Regions from separate parts of the Sus scrofa genome. Here all the other regions are linked to region 2. The links are chromatin contacts, called in public HiChIP or PLAC-seq maps. All regions are on one chromosome and are shown on one strand. Each heading gives the region's core, a stretch centred on a gene start, on an enhancer-like site or on the middle of the called end of the contact. The rest is flanking DNA. Distances are from core to core; before and after follow the strand shown. Region 1 overlaps LOC106506784 (basic salivary proline-rich protein 2-like). Region 2 has its middle 64 kb from the start of FAM98B. Region 3 holds the start of LOC106506784 (basic salivary proline-rich protein 2-like).

What was found. HiChIP or PLAC-seq counts read pairs in DNA pulled down with a chosen protein or histone mark.
Region 1: a contact with region 2 is called in an H3K27ac HiChIP or PLAC-seq map of skeletal muscle, with 4 times the contacts expected there. The contact joins two enhancer-like sites. A contact is called at or near these places in 1 of 47 Hi-C or Micro-C datasets (embryonic fibroblasts) and 1 of 2 datasets of contacts at active chromatin or transcription factors (skeletal muscle).
Region 3: an H3K27ac HiChIP or PLAC-seq map of skeletal muscle shows a contact between it and region 2. The contact joins the promoter of LOC106506784 here to the enhancer-like site in region 2. A contact is called at or near these places in 1 of 5 promoter capture datasets (liver), 6 of 47 Hi-C or Micro-C datasets (embryonic fibroblasts, heart right ventricle, retroperitoneal adipose tissue and 2 more) and 2 of 2 datasets of contacts at active chromatin or transcription factors (alveolar macrophages and skeletal muscle).

Annotation. Positions count from the first base shown.
Region 1 is chr1:133,057,108-133,061,524 of Sscrofa11.1, forward strand. All of the region lies in intron 1 of LOC106506784 (basic salivary proline-rich protein 2-like), which reads left to right. Among named protein-coding and RNA genes, the nearest start is that of SPRED1, 43 kb to the left of the region's middle. Within about 2 kb of position 2,049, at least 27 of the 83 cell types and tissues checked have an H3K27ac peak or open chromatin away from gene starts, as enhancers often do. A contact at or near this core is called in skeletal muscle, where this site is marked.
Region 2 is chr1:132,880,973-132,885,549 of Sscrofa11.1, forward strand. No RefSeq gene overlaps it. Among named protein-coding and RNA genes, the nearest start is that of FAM98B, 64 kb to the left of the region's middle. Within about 2 kb of position 2,244, at least 34 of the 83 cell types and tissues checked have an H3K27ac peak or open chromatin away from gene starts, as enhancers often do. A contact at or near this core is called in alveolar macrophages, liver, retroperitoneal adipose tissue and 2 more, where this site is marked.
Region 3 is chr1:133,014,200-133,018,453 of Sscrofa11.1, forward strand. It overlaps LOC106506784 (basic salivary proline-rich protein 2-like), which reads left to right and starts at 1,412. Exons shown (of 3, transcript XR_002345566.1): 1 at 1,412-2,393. It overlaps SPRED1 (sprouty-related, EVH1 domain-containing protein 1), which reads right to left and starts at 2,526. Exons shown (of 7, transcript XM_003121622.6): 1 at 1,352-2,526. The coding sequence starts at 1,383.

The sequences.
Region 1 (4,417 bases), core at 799-3,298, 180 kb after region 2:
GTCCATTTCTCCTCACCTCCACTAATCAGAGGATTTAAGAAGCATTTAAATATTTGTCAGTTGTATAGGTTAAAAATATAGGTATATATGATTTTAGTTTATATTTTTAGTTTCTTCAGTTTTGAGCCTGGTGAAACATCTTCCATGCATTTATTGGTCTTTTGAATCTTTTTTATGAGTTGTCTGTTCATTTCCTTTGCTCATTTTGTATTCATAATTTTCATGTTGATTTTTAAAGAACACCTTTTACATTGAGGACATTTGCCTTGTTCTAATATGTGAAATAAAACCTTGCCTCTAGTTCTTCTTTGATACATTAACTCTGTGTGTATCTTTAATTTTTTTCCTATAAAGAAGTTTTTACAATTTTATGTAGTAAAGTCTATCAGTTTTTTTCCTTCCTGGCATCTGGATTTCATGACATCCTTAGAAAGGCTGCAAAGTTCTAAAAATATTCACTGCTTTTCTTCTAGTGTTTTTATGGAATCTTTTTTTAAACATTTAAATGATCTTTATGGAATGTATTTTAGGGTAAAGTGTGAGCATTTTTAAATCTAACAAAGCAAATTTTTTTTTTTCCTTCCAAACAGCCCTACTCACAGCTTATGGAAGTTCCCAGGCGAGGCATTGAATTGGAGCTGTAGCTGCAGGCCTACACCACAGCCACAGCAACACCAGATCAAAGCCTCATCTGTGACTTATGCAGCAGCTAATGGCAATGTTGAATACTTACCCCACTGAGCAAGGCCAGGGATTGAATCCACATAATCACAGACAATATGTTGGTTTCTTAACCTGCTGAGCTACAATGGGAACTCCCAAAGCAAACTTTTTAACCTCATAGAATTTTCTAACTTCTTTTTCTCTTATTCACATCACTGAATGAAATTTAAGTTGTATTCAGAGTCCTCTTTTAAACACATCACTTCTCACATAGTTAAACACAAAGGCAAATAAAAAAAAAGGCAAAAACATTTTTGGTTTAAATTATGCCTACTGCTTACTTTCCAGGATTCTTAGCCTGACTTTAGGCTTTGTCCACTTGGGCCCATGCTTATTTTCATGGCAGTTACAATGTACTTTCAAATCCAGTGGTGAAAGAGGCAAGAATCTTGCTCCTCCTCATTTTTACAGAGGATGCCAAGAGAGGGGAAGTAACAGGCCCAAGTTCACAGAGCAATTTAGGGTGTTGAAATCCAAGGTTCTGAGCCATCCAGCCTGTTTCAGTAATCATCAGACATCAGGTACAAAGCCCAGGTAGAAAGAATTCTTCTGATTGCATCATTCACTAAATTACATAATCCACAACAAAAACAGCTAGAGGGCAGTGGACAGAGTAAAGCTTAGCCTGCTGAAATGTGCAGATGTTTCCGTGAATTGGGAAAAGGGCCTGCTCACAGAGATCATATATAATATTTGACAATGTGAGTCAGACTTGGGCATCGTTCAAGATTAATCTTATCCCCTTAATGAAATAGCTGATTGTTTTGACTTGTTCCTCTCTGCCTGTTCCAAGTTGCCTGACAGTGTGTTATGGAGACAGTCTTGCTGGGCTGAAGCTCTATTCTCAAATGCTGTGTTATGGAGTCCATTAAGAAGTTCAGAGGCTCTGTTTGGAGAGGCAGCAATCCAGTAAAGCTTCTAATTTTTCCATGATGACTGATGGATTTGGAGCACTCTTGAGGGGTGGCTGTATAATGCTAAGTGTTTAGCGTGTGCCAGCTTTGTCACCTTACATGAACCCTGCAACTACCTTTTATTCAAACCTCATCTTCTGAGGCTGCCTCAGAGGGATGGAGAATTTCTGACGTTGGAAGTTGGGAGAGACTGGAGAGAGGGTGGGCAGAAGGGTGGGAATGGAGGAGGGGAGGGGAGGGACACCCAAGAAAACCTGCTCATGTCTTAATGACCTGGCAGATTCCCTGCTTTAGTTTCATATGTCATTGGACTTCTTCCAGAAATGTTGTTTTGCAAAGGGTGTGGGGAGTAGCGTAGCGCCTCTGTGAATAGGATCCTCCTTTCCAGAAACAGGATATGGGAGAATTCGGCACCGGGAGGATCACTGTGTCCAAAACAGTGGGGAGAAGTCGGAAATGGTCTCTGTCTGACCAGCTGCTATTTTCTCTAAATTCAAGTGGCTCTGGGATGGGCCCCAGCACCTCATAATACTGGGAGACTGTGTTTAATCCTAGGTGCCCGAAGCTCTTCAGTTAGTCTGTGGTTTGTGCGGTCAGCCTTGACAACACCAGCTCAGTTGGAGTTACAGGCAGTGATTGTGCTCATCATAGAAAGGGTTCATTCCCTGATGTGCTTTCAAGTGCTGTGTCCTATGAATCCTGTTGGCAAGAGAACCATCCTCCACCCTAGCACTTAGTTAATAAATATGGCTTGAAAAGCAGCCAAAAATGCATATGTGTGCTGCACTGCTAGATTCCTTCTTGAAAGGGAAAAGCTCTTCTGAATGGAATGAGCAAAAGATTCTATTAATTAGGAGAACTTATGATGTGTCCCTATAGAATAAAGAAGAAAAGAATAGCTTGTGTTGCTACTCCACTGGTTCCTTTGTTGGACAAAGTTTATTGCTCTTGCGAAGAAACGGCTAGTCTGACCCCTCGGTTGTCTCTTTTCCCTGCGCTGTGCACACACAACTATTCATTAATGTCAACAAGACTTATGAGTGCATATCCGGTGGGGTGGAGGCAAAGGGGACCAGATCCCAAAGTCAACATCTTCGCAATACATTCCAAGATGAAAATGATCAAAGTCCCACTGGTCTTCGATGACTAACAGAAAACAAAGTGGAGCATTCAGGACATGGGTTAAAGAAGCAGCAAAAGATTTTAATTTTTTTTTTTCTGAATTGTGTTCATATGGGCACCAGATTCAAGGCATTTCAAGTCAGACCTGTCCCCAGGTGTAGTCAGATAAGGTCATCGGTGCTCACTGGGAAATAGCATTGATAAAAAGAATTTTAGGCTTCCAGAAAGAGGACGGAGAGAAGACCAGCCACTCAGGCAGAAGCCAGGTGTTACAGACTCTGAAACACACAACATTGGGACTATAGTAAGAGGAGGAGGAATTCAGTGGATCACAGAACTGGGGAGAGGCCTTTGGACCCCTGAGGAGGCAGAGGGATTTCTTAGTTTATTTCTGCCGTGATGAGCCTGTGTTTACACTGAGGAGGGTACCTAAGAAGATTTTTTTGGTCTCAACAGCTCCTTCAGACCCTCTTCTTCCTTTTTGGGCTACCCATGCAGCATATAGAGGTTCCCAGGCCAGGGATGCCACAGCTACAGCAACGCTGGAACCCACTGCAGCCGTGGAATCCAACCCACTCCTCCACAGGGTCAGGCTAGATCTTTAACCCACTGTGCCACAGCTGGAAGTCCCAGCACTTCTTCTTAATTAGAGGAACAGTACACTCCTTTTATCCCCATTTCATTGCACTGTATATTCTGTATGCCCCTTCAGATTTTTTTTGTGGGGGGGGGGCACACCCACAGCATATGGAAGTCCCCTGGCTAGGGCTCGGATAGGAACTGCAGCTGCCAGCCTACACCACAGCCACAGCAATGCAGGATCTGAGCTGCACCTGTGACCTACACCACAGCTTACAGCAACGCTGGATTCTTAACCCACTGAGCGAGGCTGGGGATCGAACATGCATCCTCATGTTACCTCTGAGCCATGAGGGGAGCTTCCGCCCCTTCAGATTTACATCCCTCTCTTCTCTGCTCTTAGTCCTGTGAGGCTGATGTCTATGGACCAAATCCATTGGGCTCCCTTGACCCTGGCTTCATTCTGGATTTGGCTGATGGGGGGGGGGGGGGTGGGGGGGAGACTGGCAAAAGAGGCAGAGGGCAGCAGGAGAGGGAGGTGCATTTATTTACTCCCCATTATTCTTCTTGCCAGGCCTTAGGTGATTAGTGGCTGTGTTCTTCTTGAAAAGGCCTCAGCTCCTGTTGGGACTCTTTTCTACAATGTGGGTCTCCCTGGGATCCAGCAACCACTCCCTCTCCTTACAGCCAGCAGATTTGGAATGGAGGTGGGGTGGGGTGGGGTGGGGGCTTGCCAGTGGTATCCTTCTCTTGCTGGCCCAGAGATGCTTCACCACCCTTTATCAACTTTGCTTGACTATTACTCTGTCTTTTACACTCTTTGTTTTTTGCTAAAATCAGGATGTACATCTGTCCACATCAGCAAGGCTGCTTAGTACAGATAGCAAGCAGCCGGCCCCTGATCTGGGTCCAAGAGTTGTATTTTACAGTGATGTGGGCTCATGGTAGTAGTTCTCCCTTTGGAGACATGGTTCCCAGGCCCCCATTTTTGAATCATCACTCCATGCTATGCTTTGGCATCATCCCCTGGCCATGCACTGGCAACCTTGACCTATCTGCTCTGACTCTTCTTGCTTTGG
Region 2 (4,577 bases), core at 994-3,493:
TGCCAGGGACCCACATGAGGAAATCATGGCAATGTGGGCAGTGACATCTCAGAGGCAGGTGGAGGCTCACAAAAGGAATACATACTAAGTGAGATGGAGGAGGAATGAGCAAGTAGGTATGTACATTGGGGATAATGGTCTCTGGGCTTCTCACTGTTGAAGAGGGTACTTACAAACATGGGAAGGGGAAAGCTAGAATGAACAATATGGTGTTGAATTGGAATCAGAATTAACCAAATAAAATTTACACACACACACACACACACACACACACACACACACACACACACAGATAAAGAAATAAAGATTATGTAAATGTACATCTTTGTATGCATATACATACATATATTCCTGGGTCTGTCCACTGAGAAGGCCTGAGAACAGAAACACTTCAATAACAATGAAGTACTTACCACCTGGATCTTGATCTCTAAGTACCGTCCTCCACCAACAGGTACTATTGGAGCTTACTGGAGAAATGGCCAGTTTCAGCGCTGAGACAGGGAAAGTATAATATGAGCCTGGAACATCTGAGTAAAGTAGGCAAAGTAAAAAAGTACTCAAAAAATGTTGGAGACATGTCAAAGGGCACAGAAGTGAGTGTGAAGGGGCTCACACTGGCCAATCTGGGGCAAGAGAGCATCAAAATAAATAATGATAAGAGTGGGTCATAACTCTTTTAAAAACCATGAGTCCACCCATATAAAATGAAATAAATAATAAATGCAGAAAAGAGAAAGCTTCACCTTACAGTAGGATGTCATAAGGAGTGTAGAAAGGGATGTTAAAACCAGCAGGTAAAGTTTGATGACTTTGATAAATGAATAAATAAATTGTACTATTAACAACCACAACATAAAGACAGTATTGGGGAAGCGAAACTACTCGAGTTTCCACTGACCAAAAAGAAGACAAAGGGAACTTCAATAGGGATAATAATCTGTAAAAGATTAAAATGTATCAAACATGTTTAATCCAAGAGTTCCTTTATTAAAAAAAAAAAAACTCAAAAAATCTCATTGACTGCTTCTGAAGGATTCTAGGAAACCACCTCTTTTAGAGATACACACTCAAATGTTTATAGATGAAATGATATAGATTCAACTCAATCCTTTTAGAATTTTCTTCAGAATACTTGATGTGGGGGAGAAATTTAAAGTATATATAAATAAGAGAAGCTCGGAGCTGAAAATTGTTGAAGATGGGTGCTTTGCATATATGCTTTATCTTGTTTTTATTCCACCTACTTTGCATAGGTTTGAAATTTATCATAATAAAATTTTCATTTTTTTCAAAATTAGTGTACAGTCTCAAGTATAAGGCCTCCACAAGTGGCATTCACAGGAGCCCAAGCAGAGCAAGAATACAAATGTAACAAAACCCAGGCTTAGCCTCTTTTGCCAAGCTGGTTACCTGGAAGGGTAGGGCTATCTGATGGAAGAAGGAACTTTTTTTAAATCGTTCACTTAGAAACCTTTAATTGCTCTTCATTGTGGGAGATCACCCTTTTCCAAATGTGCATAAAGGTGACTATCAGGGGCAGCAACTAAAAGCTAATATCACTGAGGACAACCTCTTCTCTCATTTGGAGAACTGCAATGGAGCTGTAAGAACCACGCAGATCCCGCAGCTGAAGCAAGGAACTATGAGAGAGAACAGCACAGTCGCCTGTTTCCAAGGAGCAGTAGCTGCAGCAGAAGGTCTGGTTTGCACTAACTCGCGGCCACTAGGAGGTGCAAAAGACGCAATGCAGACTCAGTGACAGGCGGGGATTACATGCATCCCCAGTTCCAGCAAGTGCTTCGGACTGCTTCAGAGAGGCTCAAAGCGTACACCTGGCAATTATCCCCAAGCAGCGTCCCTAAGGTGCGGGTGGCCTCAGGAACACAGGCCAACAAAACACAAGCACACACAACACCCAAAGCATTCCTCAATTCCTATAGCCCCCGGATGCTGGCTAATATCCCCAAACGTGTCATTTAGCGATTCCGGCCAGCTGTGTGAACTTGTATATTCCCAGGTTATTTGGCAAGCAAACATTAGGAACCCAGTTTTCAATAGATGCCTTTCAAAATGGTGACTGGCTTTGCTTCAGGTCACTATGACTTAAATGGCTAAAAAATGTATTTTAAATTGCAGGTGGTCTGCTGCTTGGAAATCAGCCTCCTCACACTGCAGCACATGCAGTATCCTTCTCCCCGCCCCAGCTTCACCCAAGCACCGACAGTCGGCCTCCCACACATTCCCACGCGGCGCGTGCACGGAGAGAAGAAAGGCAACGCCGGTTCTCAGACTGGCCGCGTGGGGAGCCTGACTCCTGGGTTTCCTCCCTAGTGATTTCCCGATGAGGCTGCTGCAGGAAGCAGCCCTGCTTTTCTCCCAGAGGAGGCCAAAAGTCAGAAGAGAGGAAAAGGCTGCTGGCAACGAGGCACACCAGCCCCCCCCCTCCTGGGCCCCAAGAGAGAGCAGGGGAAAGGTTGGACAAAAGATCCTGAACAGATCATTTTACCGGAATGGAGAGAGAAAAAGGAAGGTTTGTCTAAAGCTGATTCCTTTACTCCAAACACTTCTCATCCGGATGCCTCTGCATTCCTTCCTGGATTCTATCCCCCGCCCCCGTATATATCCCTTCATTACTAGTTCTGGAAATCAGTGAGTGTTAGGTTAGCACCGTGCTCATCCCACGGTGTCACCTAGCAACGTGATTTCATAAATAGCCACAAAAAGGGCTAAAACTTCTTTCAAAGACATCAGGAAAATCGCTTAGCACTTTTAGAGCTGGTGTGAAACAGTCCAAGTCTCAGCTCTCCAGTTCCCAGCCTCTCTTTTCCCATTCTTAGTTTGACCTCCCAGCATGTTTACTGTTTATACTCTTTTTTTTTTTTTTAAATGAACATAACATTTCCTTCTACAGGGTCACCTAACAGCTGTTCATGTAAAAGTCTCCCAGTGGTTTTGTGGACTTTATTCAGCTCAAAAACAACTCAAAAGCCAAAGCATTCCTGCTTAATCCTCATCTCTTGCATTTTAGAATAATTCAAATTAAAGTTGTAGAATACTAAGGCTGGGAAAGTAGGTAAGTTAAAACCATCCTAACCAGATAAAAGTTTTACAGTTTTATTAAAAGTTTAAATATACAAGAACAAAAAGGGTGCCCTTAACTAGACCAGTATCTGGCAAACATTAATTAACTTAAACATCCAACATACATATTTCAGTCATCTGTTATATTTTAAATACTGTTCTGGGTGACAATACAAGGATGAATAAGGTTATGCCATTGAAGGATTCACAAGGTAGTAAGAAATGGTAGGACATTCCCATTGCGAATGGACTAACTAGCATTCAGGACAAGCCCCAGACTCCTAATTCTATAGTTGTTAAAGATGGGGAGTTGCAGATGAACAACCTTCATATAAAAACCATGAGCACCCACCATGCTCCATGGCTGGAGCAAGGGGATACACATTGCTGCCATGTACTGTGACGAGAAACTGTGAGGTTTAGGAGGGAGAAGGGTCTTACTTGGGCTGTGTTAAGTTTGAGATGTCTAGTATATGCCCATTTCAGTCAACTAGGTGAAAAGTGGACATCCAGTCAAACTGGAGCCCTGGAGAGAGGTGGGTAAAGGGACTGTTAATAAAAGCAGGGGCAAGGGGACTGACAGTGATGGGGAAGGTCCCTAGACAAGCCATAGACCAGTACACTGACTGTGACCAGCTTCAGGCCAAACAGGACAAGGGGAGGAACGGCAGGCTTATCAGAAGCCAGAGAGGATAACTGCAGCTGGTGAGCAGGCTGAGGAAGATGAACTCCTGCCTAACCTCCTCTCCTCCAACATTCTGACCTATGGCCAATACTCCTCATTGGGTAAGACAGCTGGTGATGCTGCACATGATATTCAGCCTTGCAGGGCACAGGACAGATGAAAGTTGATCTGGAGGGGGACATGGAAACTACCCGGCAGCACATCTAAAAGGAGATGTTAAGAAGGTTTGCTTTTTGTTTTTGTGGGGTTTTTGTTTGTTTGTTTTTTGGTTATGCAAGTCTGAGGGTTAGGGGAGAGGTCAAAATCAGAGATATAAATTTGGGAGCTCTTCAGTTAATAGATGGTGATAAGAGCCATGTGTCTGGATGAGATCATTCAGAGAAGATAAAAAAGCCAAGGCCCAAGCCTAGAGGCACAATTTAGCAGCTTAGCAGGGGAGGAGGAGCTAGCAAAGGAGCCTGAAAAGGAGCACCAGGAAAACCAGAGAGGAGTACTCCTTAAGCTAAAGGAAGAAAGTGTCAAGAAAGAAGGAAGGGTTGGTCTCTTGTCCTGAATGGAGAAGCACTTTAAAGGTACAGCACGGAGTTCCTGTTGTGGTGCAGTGGTTAATGAATCTGACTAGGAACCATGTTATTTATTATAAGCCGCTTATTTGTGGCTTCCTAAATTTTCTTTCTGTTGGTTTTCAGATCTGAAAGGGCCCTTCAAGCTCGGGGACCAGTGGGTGGATGCCAGTGCATGCAGGACCTCTACAGGCAAACATACAGAACCAGTCCTAGGTAGCAGGGGGAGCAGGTGGGTCTTACCT
Region 3 (4,254 bases), core at 162-2,661, 130 kb after region 2:
ATGTCCAAGGTGATGGATGTTTAATTATTTTTTTATGAATGAAGAGTGTGCTATGCAAATGAGAACGATTCACAAAAAGAGAGAGAACATGGCGGCCACTTCTGCTTCCAGACTGCACTGACACTGCAGCAATCTACCTTCTCCCACACCCGCTCAGCAGAAGAGAGCGCTGGGGGGGGTGGGGTGGGGGACGCTGCAAGGCATTTCTCAAGCTACTTTACGTTAAACAAGCCTAGGCTTCGGACTTTAAAGTTCTCTCAAAAAGGTCTGACTTGAGGAATGCACATTACTTAAAGGAATGCGTCCTACTAGTCCTAACTCACTTAACTCTTTATAACTCACTTAACTCTTTATAACCCTCCAAAGATTATCAAAACCTGAATTTAATTACAAGAAACGGATGCTAATAAGCAGCATGGAATTAAATCCCGTCTCAACAGAAAGCGGTTGCCGCATCATTATTCCTCCAGGCAGCTGTTACGTTAAAGCAAAATATTCTAAAGGCACAGTATTTCGTTTGGAAAACATAAGGACAGCCCAAATAAACAAGAACTTAAGCCGGGATGCTCTAGAAGTTAATGAATGAAGTCATCAAAAAGGTCAGCAATGTAAACACTGTTAAATCAACGTAAATGGTGTGTTTCAAAATACAGCTGAGAGAGATAAAAATCCTTATAGCTGAGCGTTCAAAATCCTTCTACGCTCCTGATAAAGACAAGTCCAGCATTCGCAAGGCAAAACAGTATAGTTTAACATCTCCCACACTCAAGGTGTCCTTAATGCTATTAAATTATTAAAATGTTTCCCTCGCCCCATTTTTTTACAAGAATCCTACAGGTCACAAGTTTAAAAGGGGGGGGGGCTTAATCGGTATTTAAGAGTCACTGACTCATCGAATTAAGATTCAAGAGCAGTTTGCGGCAGGAGGTGCTCCCACACGTTAGTTTCCGAAAGAAACTGCTATAAAGGAGGCAGGACGGATATTCAAGGTATGCTGACCGGCATGCTAAAGTGAAAAAGGACAGGCCAGAGGTCTTCCAGGCACTGGGGTAATTTCTACCCCGCCTCCATGCATCTACAGCACTCCATCTCCCGAGCGCACAATTGCCATCCCAGCCCAACACTAAATACCTTCCCCCAGATGAAAGCAACTAAAGGCTGGGGGTGGGGGTGAGGGGGTGGGGTGCAGCCATTAAATAAAATGGCTAAAAAAACAAATGTTTTCTCCACAGCAAGATGCACCGAACTCTCCAGGGTTGCAAGCACCTAAGTCTCTGAGGGGTCTGGGGGAGTGCCAAGGAAGGGGGCTATGGGAGGGGTGGTAAGTAATCAAGATCAGTAAGGTGCTTACTCGTTGTCAGAAGTCGCCGTCTCCTCGCTCATCTTTCCCTCACCGTGATCCGATCTGGAGATGGAGGAGCAACAGCAGACGCAGGAGCAGCAGCAGCACCGAGGGGCAAGAGGCAGCGGCGGCCGGGGGGGCGCGGGGGCAGCGGCTCAGGGGCCTCACCATGGTGGATGTCTCACCCGGAACGGTACCCCCCCAGCCGGGAACCCCGGCCACCCCCGCAGGGGGGTGGCGGCGACAACCTCCACCGTGGCGACCCCAGCCTCTTCGCCCGCCTCAGCGCCCAGCCAAGAGATCCGAGGAAGCCAGGGAGGGTGGGAGGAGAAGAAAAAAGGCAGGGGGGCTGCAAAGGCAGACTGGAGAGCTGCTCCTCCGGCCACTGGGGTGGAGCGCGGCGGGGTCCGGCCAGGAAGGAGCGGGCGGGCGGAGAACCCAGGAGCAGAGGCGGCGCTTCCCTCAAGGATGCGGCGAGGAGGAAGCAGGGCTCCGCTCGGTGGGGGCCGGCGGGGGGGTGCCGAGCCCAGACCCGGGCGGCGGCAGCGCGGTCCTGCGGAAGCCCACCCCACCATCTCCCGCCTCGCGGTCGGCTGCCCTCAGTCCCCGGCGGCGACCGGGCCGGTCCTTCCGGACGAGCAGAAGCGGGCGAGGGGCCTCAGGGCGGCGGATTCCTCCAGACACGCTCTGGCCGGGACGGTTCCAGAAGAGGGAGGAGGGGGCGGCGGGACGCGTGTGAGGCAGGGGCAGGCGGACCGACCGCCCCCAGCCGGGCCGGAGAAGAGCGACGCGCCCCAGGGGCAGGGTCACGAGAAGCGTCGGGAGAGCGAGGGAGCGGCCGCGGGTCCCCCAGCAGCCTGCGCCCAGCAGCAGCTCGGCGGGTCAGCTCCTCACGCCCGCCAGAGGGGAGCCGCGAGGGGGGCGGCGGAAGCGCTCACGCCGCCCGCTCCTTCCGCCGCCGCCGCTGCCCGAACCGGGGGCGCCCGCGGGAGAAGGAGACGAAGTAGTCCCTGGCGATTTCCCCGCACCGCCAGCTTCCCGGAGAACCAGAGTGGGTATGGGGCGGGGTGGCCGAGCGGGGTGACCGGGCTGTGAGGGTGTAGTGGGTAGGAGGGCTAAAAGCTGCGACCTCAGGACGAATCACCGCAACTCGAAGTCGTGTGCAGCATAGCAAGTTTCAGGAAAGTAGTTCCCTCCTCCCTTCATTTCCCAAATCGTTGTCGAGCCACAGAGCGGGGAGAGGAGGAGGGAGGCGGAGGGATACGCAGGCACGGTGCTCGTGTGCGTGCGCGCGCTCCAAACTCTTGGCACGCCGCGGAAGGAGGCGGGGGTGGGAGCTGCACCGGGAGCAGCTCCGGAGGTTGCATTGTGGCGGCGCGGTACTCCCCTTAACTCGCTTTGGAATATCCGGGTTGTTTGAACCTAGAGGCTAGGATGACAGCGTGCTCAAGGAGGCAATGGAGGCTCCTCTGTTCAGCTGTGTGTGTGTGTGTGTGTGTGTGTGTGTGTGTGTGTGTGTGTGTGTGTGTTTTCCTTGCAGAGCAAAGAATGGAACTGGCATGAGTTCATCTTTAGTTGGTGGGGGTTGGAGGGAAGGGACTACATGTACAAAGAGAGCTCCTCCTGCTGTCCCTCTGGTTGCACTGCTGCAGTCTCCTAGCTGCATGCACTGAAGGAGTGTGTGTGTGTGTGTGTGTGTTAGAGAGGGAGAAAGAGTTTAAATACCTTGGATTCTTACTGAGCAAGGGGTATTCTGTGCGGGGCATTCATCTCAAAAAGCTAGCGTGGTTGTTAATGGAGAACGACTTCCATTGAAGCCCTGGGTAGGCGTGTTATATGAATCTGGCGCAGCCAGAAGCACAGGAAATAACTCCCGCTGCGAGTGAGGTTGCATAACTATAGCGCAGAAGATGCCTCTGTGGCACGCACGAACTGCTCTAAACCGAGGCGGAACAATTATTCAATAGGCAGCTGTCACGTTTGCAATGTTAGAGGACAATGTATGCATTCAGCTCAAAAGGTTTTTGCACAGAAACCTACTGGGGTTTGGGCCAGAGTTTAAGGGTCTGCCGGACCAGAGGACTCAGCTCCTGGCTCTGCAAGTGCTATTATCTCTTACCTACCTAGAAAGGCAGCCTGTACTGGATCAGGCCTGGTGGACTGAGTCCCAAGTTTCTGACGCATCTCCCTAGGTATCAGTATGGCTCTGTGTGCAGTGCTTTTTTTCTCTCCTTGGGTTTGTGCGACCCGAGGACGAAGGTTGCTGCTCCTGCCACCTTGAGGAATAGAACAATTCCTGAGAAAGAAAAAGTGGGAGACTGCCGAATAAGTCAGCACTCGTTTGCCATCCATCTCCAGGAAGTTTCAGGACTGCTGTTCCAGAGAGTCTGGACCAAGCCTTTATATAGTATTTTGGACATTGTAGGTGCTTAGTCAATCCTAGAGGAATAAATAAAGGAGTTGAATCAGTCTGCCCAAAGACCCTCCCGTTGATTTCTGAGGTTTTATATAACTCTTGCTTCTTGTCTTGCAGCAGAATTGTCCTTTCTCAGGGCAAGGAAGGGGTAGTGTTAGTGACAGGAAGAGGTAAAGGGGATAGGCAATAGTCAGAAGTTGCCTCTGAACCTATGTTTTTCATATTGTTCCTGCAAAGAAACTGTGACGAGAAGTGTTGGAACTGCCCCCTCTCCTTCCAATACTGCTGCTCACCACATTGGCTGCTTGGATTTGAATCAAGTCCCATCAGTTATAATTTGTATTCTAGACAATTTTTGTTCTAGGCAGGCTATTTACATTCTGTCCCTGTATGAAATGGGGATAATAGTACCTAACTCATAGAACTGCTGTACTGATTAATTAGGTGATAGTATACATAAAGTACTTGGAACAGATTGAGAGCTGAAGTCTTCACT